Regions from separate parts of the Sus scrofa genome. Here regions 2, 3, 4 and 5 are each linked to region 1. A link is a contact called in public Hi-C, HiChIP or PLAC-seq and promoter capture Hi-C data. All regions are on one chromosome and are shown on one strand. The core of a region is the stretch at or near the end of the contact, and the rest is flanking DNA. Distances in the headings are between cores, read along the strand shown. Region 1 holds the start of GTF2H1 (general transcription factor IIH subunit 1). Region 2 holds the start of IGSF22 (immunoglobulin superfamily member 22). Region 3 holds the start of TMEM86A (lysoplasmalogenase-like protein TMEM86A). Region 4 holds the start of SPTY2D1 (protein SPT2 homolog). Region 5 holds the start of UEVLD (ubiquitin-conjugating enzyme E2 variant 3).

Evidence for each region. Promoter capture Hi-C pulls out the DNA fragments that hold promoters and counts their contacts. Hi-C and Micro-C count contacts between places; a contact is called where the count stands out from the background. HiChIP or PLAC-seq counts read pairs in DNA pulled down with a chosen protein or histone mark.
Region 2: an H3K27ac HiChIP or PLAC-seq map of alveolar macrophages shows a contact between it and region 1. The contact joins the promoter of IGSF22 here to the promoter of GTF2H1 in region 1. A contact is called at or near these places in 1 of 5 promoter capture datasets (fetal liver), 1 of 47 Hi-C or Micro-C datasets (embryonic fibroblasts) and 1 of 2 datasets of contacts at active chromatin or transcription factors (alveolar macrophages).
Region 3: a contact with region 1 is called in a Hi-C map of liver, with 5 times the contacts expected there. The contact joins the promoter of TMEM86A here to the promoter of GTF2H1 in region 1. A contact is called at or near these places in 1 of 5 promoter capture datasets (fetal liver) and 2 of 47 Hi-C or Micro-C datasets (heart right ventricle and liver).
Region 4: a contact with region 1 is called in a promoter capture Hi-C map of liver, with 3 times the contacts expected there. The contact joins the promoter of SPTY2D1 here to the promoter of GTF2H1 in region 1. A contact is called at or near these places in 2 of 5 promoter capture datasets (fetal liver and liver), 3 of 47 Hi-C or Micro-C datasets (heart right ventricle, liver and skeletal muscle) and 2 of 2 datasets of contacts at active chromatin or transcription factors (alveolar macrophages and skeletal muscle).
Region 5: a Hi-C map of skeletal muscle shows a contact between it and region 1, with 2.4 times the contacts expected there. The contact joins the promoter of UEVLD here to the promoter of GTF2H1 in region 1. A contact is called at or near these places in 1 of 5 promoter capture datasets (liver), 2 of 47 Hi-C or Micro-C datasets (heart right ventricle and skeletal muscle) and 2 of 2 datasets of contacts at active chromatin or transcription factors (alveolar macrophages and skeletal muscle).

What each region holds. Positions count from the first base shown.
Region 1 is chr2:40,899,200-40,901,978 of Sscrofa11.1, reverse strand. GTF2H1 (general transcription factor IIH subunit 1) reads left to right here and starts at 1,388. Exons shown (of 15, transcript XM_013994506.2): 1 at 1,388-1,872.
Region 2 is chr2:40,522,667-40,525,445 of Sscrofa11.1, reverse strand. IGSF22 (immunoglobulin superfamily member 22) reads right to left here and starts at 1,442. Exons shown (of 25, transcript XM_003122929.4): 1 at 1,255-1,442. The coding sequence starts at 1,367.
Region 3 is chr2:40,549,483-40,552,261 of Sscrofa11.1, reverse strand. It overlaps TMEM86A (lysoplasmalogenase-like protein TMEM86A), which reads left to right and starts at 1,424. Exons shown (of 3, transcript XM_003122930.3): 1 at 1,424-1,639. The coding sequence starts at 1,619.
Region 4 is chr2:40,580,482-40,583,260 of Sscrofa11.1, reverse strand. SPTY2D1 (protein SPT2 homolog) reads right to left here and starts at 1,445. Exons shown (of 6, transcript XM_021083260.1): 1 at 644-1,445.
Region 5 is chr2:40,615,706-40,618,484 of Sscrofa11.1, reverse strand. UEVLD (ubiquitin-conjugating enzyme E2 variant 3) reads right to left here and starts at 1,399. Exons shown (of 12, transcript XR_002341551.1): 1 at 1,242-1,399. LOC100523888 (a long non-coding RNA gene) reads left to right here and starts at 1,395. Exons shown (of 2, transcript XR_002341553.1): 1 at 1,395-1,639.

The DNA.
Region 1 (2,779 bases), core at 139-2,638:
TGTGGATCATTGTTAAAGTTGGGTTAGGTGTACATGAGGGTTCATTATATTATCCTGTCTACTTTTGTCTATGTTTGAAATTTTCCTGAACACGATTTTTTTTGAAGTATGTACTGAACAACAAAAACCTCTGCACAGGGAGTTCCCGTCGTGGCGCAGTGGTTAACGAATCTGACTAGGAACCATGAGGTTGCGGGTTCGGTCCCTGCCCTTGCTCAGTGGGTTAACGATCCAGCGTTGCCAGTGAGCTGTGGTGTAGATTGCAGACGCAGCCCTGATCCCGCGTTGCTGGGCTCTGGCATAGGCCAGTGGCTACAGATCCAATTCAACCCCTAGCCTGGGAACTCCATATGCCGCAGGAGCGGCCCAAAGAAATAGCAAAAAGACAAAAAAAAACAAAAACAAAAAAAACCTCTGCACAAATGTTTCATTGTATAAACTTTCTGTGCATCCATGGTTTAATATATGCTGTTTCTTGAACCTTCCTTCATCTAACAAAACCGTATCTTCCTGCGAAACTCGGTTTAACTATTTCTTCTGTTAAGACTGTCACACTCTAGAGTAGCAAAAAAATTAAGAAATTTGAAGGCGGACACAAATGCTTACCAAAGTCAAGTAAAAGACTTTCTGAAGGGTTGGCTTGCCCAAGATTACAGAACTCATATAAGTAGAATTATGACTAAAATCCATTAATTCTGAGTCCAAGTCTAATTACCTTTCCATTTCTCCGCATTGCCTGATGTAACATAGAACAGAGGATCAAGGCCTTTCTCATCGCCTTAGTATTCATTCATTTTAAAAGACCAGTGTTTGCGAACACCCGATGCAAATCACAGCGTTCTCTTTTCCCCACTAGGTGCGTGGAAGGAAGAGTAGGGAAAAGGAAGGAAGCAAAAACAAAAGATAATGCGGAGGGGAAGTAAGAGATTCCCCCACTTCCATAATGAGCTCTTTCTACCCAAGTAATAAACAACTCTCCACCTCAGACCAGGAAATGGCGACTCACTCATTCATGCATTGAACATGTCTTGTACACACCACTGGAAACAGTGCAAGTGGAACTCCTAACTTCTCAACAGCAATAATTCTAATACTTTGTTCAGATCTCTTGAAAGGAGCCTCGGTAATCAAATTTTCAAAGCCAGGATTACAGACCAGTAGCCTGTAGGTCTCAGCTCCGCTACACCATCTCCAAGACAGCAGCCCCCAATTTCCAGTGGATCACACCTTCTCTCCCCGCTAGGCGCTTACAACACTCACCGCGCACTCAGAGCCACACCTGAGCTTCACTATCCTCTCCCGCTCCTCCCCTCCCTGGCCTACGTCATCCCGGAGCGCCGGGAATCCTGGGACCATGCTATTAACGGTACTTCCTTGTCACGTGACAAGTTACGCCCCGCTTGCGCGGGGTCCCTCCCCCTCAAGGCCGCGGCCGCAATTACGCGCTCTGCGGCCTGCAGTGAGGTGGTTCTTGCTGGCCGAAGATGCAGCGCCGACTGAGACCAGAGGAGCTCTAGGCCAGAGGGGTGAGCCAGCCAGGATCCCAGGACCCTTCGCTGCTTAAAGCCAGCGAGAGGAAATGAAACGGGCGGGCACCGGCGGGGGAGGGAGGGAACTGGCGCAAGGTATCATGGCGGCCGCGTTTGGGGGGTCACGTGGCCCGCCGGCCCGCCTTTGTACTTCCGGTCACGTGCCCTCAGAGTTCTCGCAGCCAGCGATGGAGGCGAGACCCCCCAGTAACAGAGGCGGTGGCGACGGCGGCGGCTACTGGGTTTCAACCTCTTCCCGGCAGTGTCTGTAAGAAGCGCAGCGGAACACGACCCGACCCAGTCCAGTAGCTTACTCTCTGCCCAGGGCCGCAGCTCCCACCTGGTAAGTTTAGACCGAAGAATGGGGGTGGGTGGGTGGTTGAGGAGCTGACAGGCCTGGGGGCCGCGGGACGGTTGGGAATCTGCCCCTTTTACCTGTGTACCTCCGCCGTCGCCGCAACTTCCAAGCCCATGGTTTCAGTAGCCGTATATTATTCTGAAGCAGGGAAGAGGCGACCCTTAATCTGCTTGTCTGTAGGAAGCCTACTTCTCCGAGAAGAGGGACACGAAGATTTAACGCAAAGCCGGGATCAGACTTGGCTCATGCGAATGAAGGAAGAGAGAGAGTGGAAGCCTCTCTCTGAGGAGCCATTCCCGTTAGAAAATGTGTTGTTGAGTCTTTCGGTTTCTGTAAGGGAGAAGCTTTTAATAGAGTGTTTGCACACCTGTCAGTCTTGCCATTCTTAAACCGTTAACAGGTGTACTAGTCCACTCCCCACAAACACCAAGTTTTGGCTTATGTTCAGTTTGGTCATCTTTAAGATAGACCACCAACTCGTGGAAAAATATGCTTATTTTACAATTTCCCCAGTGTTCTCAGAGGCAAAATCGGCTAAGGAAGTGTATTCGGTTGACTCTCAAACGTCCATTTTAGGGTCTGTAAAATGAAGGGCGGAGTGAGAGAGATAGAAACTTAACCTTTTGCCCACTAGAAGACCCAAGTTTGAAAACGTACAGAAACCAAGTGCTTTCAAGTATACCTTGCAGTAAGTATTCACTCCATGAAGGATTGGAACAATTTCTTTACGTTGATTCTTACCAGAAACCCCAGTATGGAAAGCAGCATACCCCACTCAGCCTCCCCTCGTGGAACAAACACAGTTTGAAAGCCACAGAACTAGGCTTTAATCACTAAGCCAAAGTTGCCAACCCTAAGGTGGATTTTTAAAAGTCAAAACTAGGATAAATGA
Region 2 (2,779 bases), core at 193-2,692, 380 kb after region 1:
AGGCTGCACCTGGTCTACAGATGTTTTTATTTGACCTCTGTAATGTTTAGACAAAAAGTAACCACTTGGAGTTCCCGTTGTGGCGCAGTGATTAACGAATCCGACTAGGAACCATGAGGTGGCGGGTTCAGTCCCTGCCCTTGCTCAGTGGGTTAACGATCTGGCGTTGCCGTGAGCTGTGGTGTAGGTTGCAGATGCGGCTGGGATCCCGTGTTGCTGTGTCTCTGGCGTCGGCTGGTGGCTACAGCTCCAACTGGATCCCTAGCCTGGGAACCTCCATATACTGAGGGAGCAGCCCTAGGAAAGACAAAAAGACAAAAAAAAAAAAAAAAAAAAAAAAGTAAACTCTGCTAAAAATGGAGAGGGAGTTCCCGTTATGGCTCAGTGGGAACAAATCCGACTAGTATCCATGAGGACGTGGGTTTGATCCCTGGCCTCGGTGGGTTGGGGATCCGGCGTTGCCGTGAGCTGTGGTGTAGGTTGCTGACATGGCTTGGATTCGCTCCGATTTGACCCCTACCTAGCCTGGGAATCTCCATATGCCATGGATGCAGCCCTAAAAAAAAAAAAAAAAAAAAAAAAAAAAAAAAGGAGTTGGTAAAGAGTGTTTATCTGGGCTTGAACTCTGTGCACAAAGGGTTCTGAAGGAGAGGCAACAGCTGGGAGGACGGGTATTCAATATCCTGGTCCCTGGCCATCTTTTAATCACTTTCCTCTAGAGACAATGACTAAAACAATCTGTTCTGCTCTGAGACTGTTTCTCAGCTTTCCCTTGGATCCAACCTCCCCTAAGTCTGGTCCCCAAGGGCCGAGCGCCTGGAAACTCAAGTCACTTGTTTATATGACTCTCTCTACTGGCAGTTCCAAGTCTTCTCTGTTTTAAGTGGAGCAGGGCTAGCATTGTTACTCATGGCTGGTAAGATTGCTACCTCTCTAACTTCCTCCATGCCTGAAATCCTATTGTTGGAGATTCGTGCATTTGCCTATGGCTCTGATTGCCTCAAGCAATTAACAGTCATCCATCACTCATACACATCCATGTGATTGATTTTTCCTAAGCTGTTCTCCTGGAGATCCAATCTGTGGGTGAGCATCCAGCTGGCTAAGCTTTATCAAAGCACAGATTAGAAGACAGGTTGGGAAGGGTTTCTGGGGGTATATTGGGCTCTTGAGGGGCCCAGGAGTCGCCAAGACTGTAGAAAGAAAGGCTGCCCCAACCTGATCCCCCCCTTGCCCGCACTGCTCCCACTCTACTTGCCTCCCACGATCTTGGTTGTCTGGGAGAAGGTCTGCACGTGGGTGGTGGAGCTGGAGAACTCCATGGACACGTGTTTCTGAACCATCTGCTTGCGGTGAATGGTTGTCATGGTGACAGCAGGCGTGGGCACTCACCTGGGAGAACCAGGGAGAGGATGAGGCCACGAAGGACAAAGAAGGGAGCAGGAGAGAGACTCAGAGATGTCCTTATGTGTGTGTCGGGGGGGAAGGGACAGGACAGGTGGGCACACGGGGAGATGGCTGTGCAGAGGAGAGGTCAGTGGCAAGCCTCTTCTCTCTGGCCTCTCTTCTCTTCCCGTGGTGTCTCCCTTTCCCTGGTTGGCTACAAGGACCAATGGGCTTGTCCTCCACTGAGTGACCCCCAAATCCTTCCAAATCCTTGGAGGGGGAGGATGTAGGGCTTAGACTGACCCAGCAAATCCAGTAAGGCCCAGAGGGAGTTGAGGATATCTATTGATAGCTACATGGAACTAGGGAGGCAGCGCTGGCTGTTTCATCAGAAGGAAATGAAGTCAGACCTGAGAAGGAACTTCCTGATTAAGCCATACCAGAGCAGGCCTTGAAAGGAAACTGCAGATCTTCATGCCCGGCCCTGGGGAGCCCTGGCATGGGGGGAATGCTAAGCCTGATGACAGTGTGTTTCTACAGCTTTGTCACTTGTGATATGGTAAAGACAGAGGTTACATTCTTATTTCCCAAATTTTTCCCCCCTCTGGAATTGATAATTCACAGTTAAAAAATAAAACAATAGAAACTCCGTGTGAAGGAGCTCCCTCCCCTCCCCGGCCCTCTCCCAACCCTCCCCAGCAGGTAACCACTTGCGGTCTCTGGGCTCCTTCTGGAGCTCCTTCACACAAACAGGAGCATGTCTTTGTCTGCACTGTCCTTTTTTACATGTAAAGTAGCCTCGTATACACACTCTTAAGCTCTCTTTTTACTTTATGCCTCGTGGAGAGCTTCCCATCCCAGTTCAAAGTTTCCTCATTCTTGTTAACAGCTCCATAGCACCTTCGATTTCACCAGAGTGGCAGTTTTAAAAACCCTATTCTGTTTAAGAGAAACTATCCAAAGACACTCAGGCCACAACCTTGGCTTCGGGACTCCCAGACCAGTGCCCTTCCAGGGGACTGCACAGTTTTCTTTCGAGCTGGAAGGTGTGGGACTAAACTTTACCCTCTCACCCGGTGATTGATACGTCTCTGCCTGGCCTGTTTTGCTCTCCCAGTTCTGAGACCAGCTCCCCTGTCCCAGCTCCTGCTGTCTCTGGGCTCAGAAGGTAGCAGACTCTGCCCTTTTCCTGAGGGAAGAGGGAAGACTTACCTTAGTGTGACCAATCCTTCTTAACCCTCGACTGCTTTGTCCACGGCCTTGGAGGCTCAGCTGGTGCCTGGGCTGCAGACTGGCCAGTCTCCTTCTCCCTTTGCCCCTGCAATGGGGCCACCAGGAGTCACTGGTTCCTTAAATGTCTGGCCCCCTGGGGGTGATCCCTTACTCAGGCTGT
Region 3 (2,779 bases), core at 175-2,674, 350 kb after region 1:
GAGATCATCTGCTTATCTTATATATGAAGAAATCAAAGCCAGAGAGGGAAATTGATTCACCCAACTACACGGCATGGAAGTGGCAAAACTGGGACTAGATCCCAGTCCATTTGACTGCCTACCAGTTCTTATGTAATTCCCATGATTCTAAACACATTTAGTTCCATATGTGCCTGTGTGCCTTTAATCTGTGTAATATCAACATTAATCTGCTTAAGTTGCAATTTTGGCAGACTTAGTTCACACTCCTTTGGGTCCTTAAGTATGCTTGGGTCTGCCTACCATTTCTGGTATGTTCTTGTGTGTGTTCCAGTTGTCTCTTGAGTTGCGAGAGGTGCTTAAGGGCAATTGAGTAACCGTGTTTTTTTCATGTCTATAGGCTGCTGCATGCCTATATACGTGTCTGTGTAGACCTGTGGTTGTCAGTTTTCTGTCTATGTACCTGTTTGGCACCTAAGGGTGATTGTGATCCTATGATGTGTTTATGCCTATGTGTGGATCTATGGGGCTGCCATGTGTCTGTTTTCATATTGAAAGTGAGTCTGGAGTTCCCGTCGTGGCGCAGTGGTTAACGAATCCGACTAGGAACCATGAGGTTGCGGTTCGGTCCCTGCCTTGCTCAGTGGGTTAATGATCCGGCGTTGCGTGAGCTGTGGTGTAGGTTGCAGACGTGGCTCGGATCCCACGTTGCTGTGGCTCTGGCGTAGGCCGGTGGCTGCAGCTCCGATTGGACCCTAGCCTGGAACCTCCATATGCCGCAGGAGCGGCCCAAAGAAATAGCAAAAAGCCAAAAAAAAAAAAGAAAGTGAGTCTGGAGTTCCTGTCCTGGCTCAGCAGAAACCAATCTGACTAGTATCCATAAGGCCGCAGGTTCCATCTCTGGCCTCGCTGGGTGGGTTGAGGATCCAGTGTTGCTGCGAGCTGTGGGGTAGGCCAGCAGCTACAGCTCCGATTCAAATCCTAGCCTGGAAACCTCCATGTGCCACGGGTGCGGCTCTAAAAAGATAAAAAAAAAAAAGAAAAGAAAAAGAACAAAGTTGTGAGTCTGTTGATTATCGCGTGTCCATTTGGATGTGTCTTTGTACGTGGTGAAGATTGTGGATCTACTTGCCACTGTGTCCTTGTTGCATGTTTATAGGCTGAAGGGAATCTGTCTTTGCCTCTCATCCTGGGGTTTTTAGAAAAATGTGTGTAGCCGTGTGTGTCCATGACAGGAATGTGTTTGGCTCATGGCCAATCTTTGTTCTCACCCAGGGCCTGGGGTCGTGGTTACCTTCTGGGATGCCTCGGCCTACATTCCCAGAGAGGCGGGGCCCTGAGGGCCCCATCGCCTGTCCCCAGGGAGATGCCTCTTTGCACAGGGCAGTAGGGGCGGGGTGGGGGGTGGAGTGGGCGGGGCCTAGCCCGCCTCGCCAGCCGAGTCTGGCCCCCACCAACTCTCATTGGCCGTGTCTGCAGTGACGTCGTGGGGATCTCAGACCCAACTCCTCAGCTCCCGGCGCGCGGGAGGTATTGTCGGTTGCCGAGGCTTTGTTGCGTCGTCGCCGCCTTACCTGGCCGCGGACGCGCCGTGGCTGCGGCAGCCCGGAGTGGGGTGCCAGCCTCCGCCTCTGCCGCCATGGTTTCTCCGGTCACTGTGGTGAGTGAGCGAGCCAGCGAACCAGTGTCCGGCGCGGCCGGAGCCCACCGGCCTGGGGACTGGACTGCGGAAGGCCAAGCCGCCGGGGGCCGGGGAAGGGCAGGGATCCCGTGGCTGCCAGCGTCCCCAGGCGGGAGGCGGTGCTGTCACGGTCCCCCGCATCCCAGACCTCGGCGCCCCTCCTCCGCGCGCCCCCGGCCGTCTCCCGGGAGGGAGGAAAACAGTGGGCACGTGACTCGGAAGCGTGACTTTGTTGATCTCTGTGTGTCTGGCGCGGGTCGGCTGGGTCGCTGCTGGGGAGAGGAAGGGGACGGCAGCGAGCCGCGGGCTTGTGCGTGGGCAGATCACAGCCCAGCCTGGGAGAGGGCGGGGGAGGGCAGGAGGGTGACTGGGACCTCCTGAGAATCCTGTTCCAAATTTGTTTCTTCCCTTTCCTCATCTTGTAAACAAATCAGGGGCGGTGCAGGGGACGCCTCTGAGTCTTAGCAGCCTTGATAACGCGTTGGAGGAAAAGGGGTCGTTCTCCGTTGACACTTCTCCTTGTTCAGACTTTCTCACCTGAACCTTTGTCTCTCCCTCGTCCCCCTCCTCCTTCTAGTGTTGGATTCTCTGACTGCGGAAGCCTCCCCAGCTACTACTGCTTGTTTCTCCTTCTAGGAAATATGGGGCTGGGGGGAGGGATGTAGATACTTCCAAGGGCTGGCAGGTGGATACTGGGGCGATCAGGGGACCTTGAGGATAAGCTGTCTGCTCATCTGCTTATGTCCCTGTCCTGACCAGCCGGCATGAGGGACGCTCCACAGGAAGAAACTCAGTCATCTCTTCTCATTGCTCTCACCCCTGGCAGAGCAAGGATGGGCTTAGACCCTGACCCAACCTTTTGCCTCTTCCCAACCTCCTCACAGCCTGATCAGTCCCTGGGTAACCAGGGACTGGTGGTCTGAGAGTCTGTGTACCCAGAACCCTGTACTGGGTGACTTACCCCTGCAGAGGCATATCACTTTGGGCAGAGCAGGAGTATCCCAGGAACCTCAGCTGCTCCTAATCGCTTCCCAGTACCAGAGGCCCAAGGAAGGGAGCTTCAGTGGATCATGGATTCTGAATAGCAGTAGCAGCCCCCTCCCTCAGCTTGCAGTGAGC
Region 4 (2,779 bases), core at 196-2,695, 320 kb after region 1:
CCAAAACCGGCGTCCAGATCTTTCCTCTCCCAGAGCCGATAAGAGGATGCCTGGAAGTTCCACGAACCACACAGTCCAAACTTGAAGACCAAACAAGAACTTGAAGCACTCCTACAGTCGCGCTCCGGCTGGTACTTACTGGCACATTATTGACACCCTGTCCTTTGGAAGCTATCAGGAGAATCTCCCTGAAGTCCATTCTGGCCGAGGCGGAGAACTGGGCCAGACGCTCGGAGAGCGGTGGAAACACGCCTTACCGAGGCGACCAGCAACAGCCGAATGAACTGCTTGGCTAGCCTCTCTCCTACCCCTCCTATGCAAGACCACTTCCGGCGCTTAGCAATGCCGTCTGCCCGCCCCCTTCCCTTCAGCGCCCAATACCATTTCAGGTCCGCCGCTTCCCTCGCGAGTCTTTGGTGTAACTTCCGCTTTTAGGCTCGAGACACGTAGAAACGTACTACGTGGCTGCTGGCGTCGGCTCAAGGGGGCGGGTCTAATCCTTACATGTAAGGAGACTCGGCCTGGTAAATTACGGGGTGTGGCTAAAGACAGCGGCTCTCCTAGCAACCCTGGCGCGAGGCCTGCCGATTTTGCTCGTTGTGAGCTCTACGTAGGGGAAGCAAGGGGATGAGGGATTACCTACCCGGCCTGGGTTCCCTGGGAATCACGGGTGGATGCTCAGGTTCGAGACGGCGGCGCCCCAACCGCCAAACCGACAGGTCTCGAGCAGGGGTTTCAGTTACCCGTTTGTAGGTACTCGCGGAACCGCGCAGGCGCACACGGCCCCGACTGTCTTGGGTACACATTACTCATCGCGTGCTGGCAGAGGGTGTGTGCTCACCTCCTACACTAATGCACGTGTGCCGTGTACAGGGGAGCCCGCTTACAGCTTTAGTCTCCTTTAGATAAGCCCCGCGCGTAGGGCAGGCAACAGTGTTTTGTTCAGTGGATGAAGAAATTTCTCACATACAGACCCAGCCTGGATACACTTGGCGCACTGATGAAATACAAATATGCCCCATATTCATATTAATATTCTTTGGGAGGCCAGTTCTGAGTTCCTTTAAAGAGTCATCTGGGGTAGTTGTCTTGTGGTGTGGCGGATTAAGGACCCAGCATTTTCAGTGCAGCGGCTTGGGTGGCTGCTGCGGTGCGAGTTCCATCCCCGGCTGAGGAACTTCCGTGTGCCCTGGGCTCGACCTTTAAAAAAAAGAAAAAGAGAGGGGAGGCGGGGGAGAAAGAGTTATCTGAGGTCAGTAAAATACACTAATTAGGCAGACCTGGGTCTGTGGGTAAGAACAAGCCAGATTGGCAGCAAACAGTAGGGATATTTTGGTGTGATGGAAATTCTTGGAAACTGGATTGTGCTGATGGCTGTGCTGTTATTTTACTAAAAAGTCGTGCACTAAAAAACATGTGAATTTTATGGTATGTAAATTATCTCAGTAAAACTGTTTTAAAAGATTAGGCAAAGCCTGTCTTACTATTTCAACCCAAGTTTTAATGCTGAAGCGTGGCCCTGACTACATTTCTCCATTTAAGGCTGCCCAAGCAATAGACCAAGATTAAGTTTTTATTCCCTCTGGGGAGCCCCACAGAGCACATTGATCTCGGATGCTCTGTATTCCTTTCAAATACATAACTATCCATTTTAAGTAGTTTACACTTGCAGGAGACCAACTATAAATATTTCACCCTCTGGAGATTGTGAGTTATATGGGAGCTTGGGTCTAATATATTGAAAAAACAGATGATAGGTTCCTCATCTCTTAAAAATTAAAACTAAGATTTTACAATGTCCTTCCTGTGGTTCTCTATTCAGAGTCATCATTTAGTGGTTAACAGATCTTCAAGTTAACACCATAGCTCATCAGAAATGAATCCGACTAGTATCTATAAAGACACAGTTTCCATCCCTGGCGTTGCTCAGTGGGATAAGGATCTGGCAACGCCGTGAGCTGTGGGGTAGGTTGCAGACTCGGCCTGGATCCCATGTTGCTGTTGCTGTGGTATAGGCCGGCAGCTGTAGCTCCACTTGACCCCTAGCCTGAGAACCTCCATATGCTGCAGGTTCTAAAAAGACAAAAAAAAATTTTTTTTAATCTTTTTTGTTTTTTTTTTTTTTAAATGTCTGCATCTGCAGTATATGGAAGTTCCCAGGCTAGGGATTGAATCCAACTCCTCTGGGACCTACGCCACAGTGCAGGGCCAGGGGATGAAACCAGTACCTCTGCAGCAAGCAGAGCTGCTGCAGTCCAAGCAGCTTTCTTAACCCACTGGGCCACAGCAGAAACTCAGAAGATCAAAATCTCAATGCTGCCCTATCCTGTTAAGAACTTCTATGATTGACCCTGGCCCTCTTTAACATCATCAGCCTGATTCTATCATTCTATTAGAAGTGCCAAACTCTTCCACTCCAGGCCCTCTCCAAATAATCCCATCTGCTTGGTATGCACCCTTTAACCTTTGCCGGGCCAGCTCCAACTCATTGTTTAGCACTCCATAAACTTGTGGTGATTGGTTTTCAGGGTTCAAGCCCCAGCCTTCTTGAATCCTAGCTATTGCAGGACCTTAGGCAAGAGCTTCCCCTCTCTCTGTACCTCAGTTTAGGATGGTAAAATAGCAGTGATAGAATTGCTGTAAAATATTGCATATAAGAACTGTAAATTAGTACCTGGCTATTACAGGATAAGTTGTATGTCCCCCCAAATTCATAATGTTGATAGAAATAAGCAGTAAACAATCCATAATAGGAATAAAAAAGGTTTTATTCAGGTCA
Region 5 (2,779 bases), core at 150-2,649, 280 kb after region 1:
TCCTTAACACCCTGTGAGAGTGTGTGATTAATGGCTGCATATATACCAGAACTGATTTAACTGTAAAACTGTTATAAAAGTTTATCAAGAGAGGGCAAAAGCACTCTTCCTTAGGGCTTGAAAACACAAATGTCACTACCAGTCAAATATGTGATTTGCCTTTTTGACATCTGGAGAAAAAAAAAAGAACTATTTTATGTCTTAAAAAAAATGCACTCCCCTTCTGGCACAGTGGATTGAAGGATCCTGCGTAGCCACAGAGGGTAGATCACAACTGCAGCTCAGATTCAATCCCTGGCCTGGGAACTTCCATACCCTTAAAAAAAGCAAAAAAGAAAAGGAAAGAAAGAAAGAAAAAAGGAAAGGAAAGGAAAGAACGAAAGAAAGATGGAAGGAAGGAAAAAAAAAGACATAAGCAAACCCAACAAAAATGGCATAAATGTTTCCACATGGCTAAGTCTTAAAATGCATTATGAACCATTTAAACTAAGAAACTGGAGGCAAAAAAAGGTGGTTACCTCAGACTGTACACTGGTGGGGAATCAGGGAGCCTGGACTAAAAGCCTGATCTAACAGGGAAAATGGCCCTCCCACTCAACATTTCAATGTTAAGAGGATCTCTTCCGGGCCTTCAAGCCCTGTCTTCATTCCTAAATCTACACAGAGCTTTCATTCACTGCAGTTACTCAGCACCACCATCGTAGTCGGGCGCAGGGCTAAGTGAAGGGAATACTACAGCACGGTCTCGGCCATCAAAAAGTTCACCCCCGCCCACCTACCCCACCTCCCCAGCAAGATTTGCAAACGAACAGTTACTCCACAAAGTGATCATCTATACTTCTGAAAGGAAGTAGAGGAAGGACTGAATAATAACTGAGTTGAGTCTTAAAAGGTGGGGCAGCCCATTTCAGCAAACAGAAGGGCGTGGTAAAAGGAACAGGGCAGAGCCGGAATCTGTTTGAGACGCAGAGAAGCTGGTGGCGTGAGAACGCCGCACAGCAAGTGATAGGGTGGGGTCGGGGGGGATCTCGAAGTTGCCGGTGGAGCCAGAGGCCGGGCCTTGGGAGGGAGAGGCCCGCCGCCTCCTTGGGCCCATTCCCCGCCGTCGGTTCCAGACCAGCCCACCCCCGCTCTACGCCCCGTGACAAGCCGAGCAAACTCCGCGAGGAGGCGGTGCGACCAGGGGTGGAAACAACCCCAGACCCCGAGGTCCCAGACGCTGCCCGGCTAGCTGCCCGCACCTTGCCAAGTAGTCGTCTCAGACCCTCGCTGTCGAATTCCATGTCCAGCCGGGACCGCAAGGACGGTTCTGCCACCCCAGCACCCGATCTCCTTACACACCTTCCCTGGACGGCGGCCGCCGAGGACCAAACTTCCCGACCGGTCCAAGGCCCCGCCCCTTCCCAGACTCGAAAGTCCACTTGTGTCCAATGCTCCAGGCTCGCCCAGGCTCCGCCTGGAGTCTGACCACCGCTCCACCCTGATCGCCGTCAGAAACGCGTGAGCGCCGAGAGGACCACGACCCAGCTTGCTGGAAAGGAAACTTGGGGACATCTGTGAAGAGAGGAATAGGAAGTCCAAGGAGGAGCACGAAAGGAGGTAGAAGTTATTGGCACTGTTCTCGGAGAGTTTCGAAAAGGTGATGTTAAATACAGCGCAGTAGGGAGAAAGATCAAGACCCCAAATTGTGGTTGGATTTAGGAAGGAAGAGGTAATGGAACTTAAAAAGCAAAATTTCGGGGGGCTAGAAAGGAAGACGGAGGCAGCAGGAGTCTTGTCAGAACTGGGAGATAAGACAGCTGAGTGAGGGTGATGCAGCATTGCCAGGAGGGGTTGCCTTTTGCGGGGGAGGGGGGAGCGGAGCATAACCAGGTTGGTGGCAGACAGAGGAAAAAGTCAGCTGTCAAAAAGAGTTTGAAAACAAAAGAAAGTAAATTGGTGGATAAGGTCGTCTGGAGAAGGAAAAAACAAAAAGATGCAATTTGCTGGCTTTCTTTGGTCTCCTTGAGTCAGTTACTTACCTGCTTTGCATCCCTGGCTTGAGCCAGTGTGCCTACAAAGTCCCCAGGGGCTGGCTATTTTAACTGTCTGAGAGGTTGGGTGGGATGGAGGGTGATTATAGTTATAGGAAGAGCCAGAGATAGGAATGCTGTGACTCCATTAGGAGAAGAAAGTGAAAGGCTGGAAGGAGCACTTACTAATTCAGCAAACTTTTGTTGAGCCTTGGCTATTTGCTAGATATTGTTGGGGAGGAAGAAATTTTCCTCTACTCTTCTGGGTTCTTCTGGCTGATCTAAGAGTGGAATTGACAGGAGGTAATAACAAGAGAAAATTAAACAAAAGTTCATAACACTGTATACTTGGGAAAGACCCAGGAGAACTGAGTAACTGGCCGAAATGGCAGAAGCCCTCACCATAAATACCACCTTCAGCAAAAAGCAAGAGAGGACATTGGGGGCCTTGTTTTGTCTCATTTTTGTCATGGTCTGAGTGACCCTTCCTGATGTTGGTGTTCTGAGAGATTGTTTATATCCAGCAGGAGACAACAGGAGCCAGGCTGTGAGGGTCAGGTCAGCTTCTAACAAGCCTAAGACCTAGCTGGCTCAGTCCAGTTTCCAGATGTCAGAGGCTGCTTTTTTTTCTCTCTCAGGCTTTTGCCCTGAGAGAAGAGGAAGCCACTGGAGGGTTTTAAACAGAGGAGTGACACAATCTGACTGAGTTATAAAAGACTAAGTCTGACTACTGTGTTGTGAAGAGACTGCGGTGTGTGTGGTGGGGC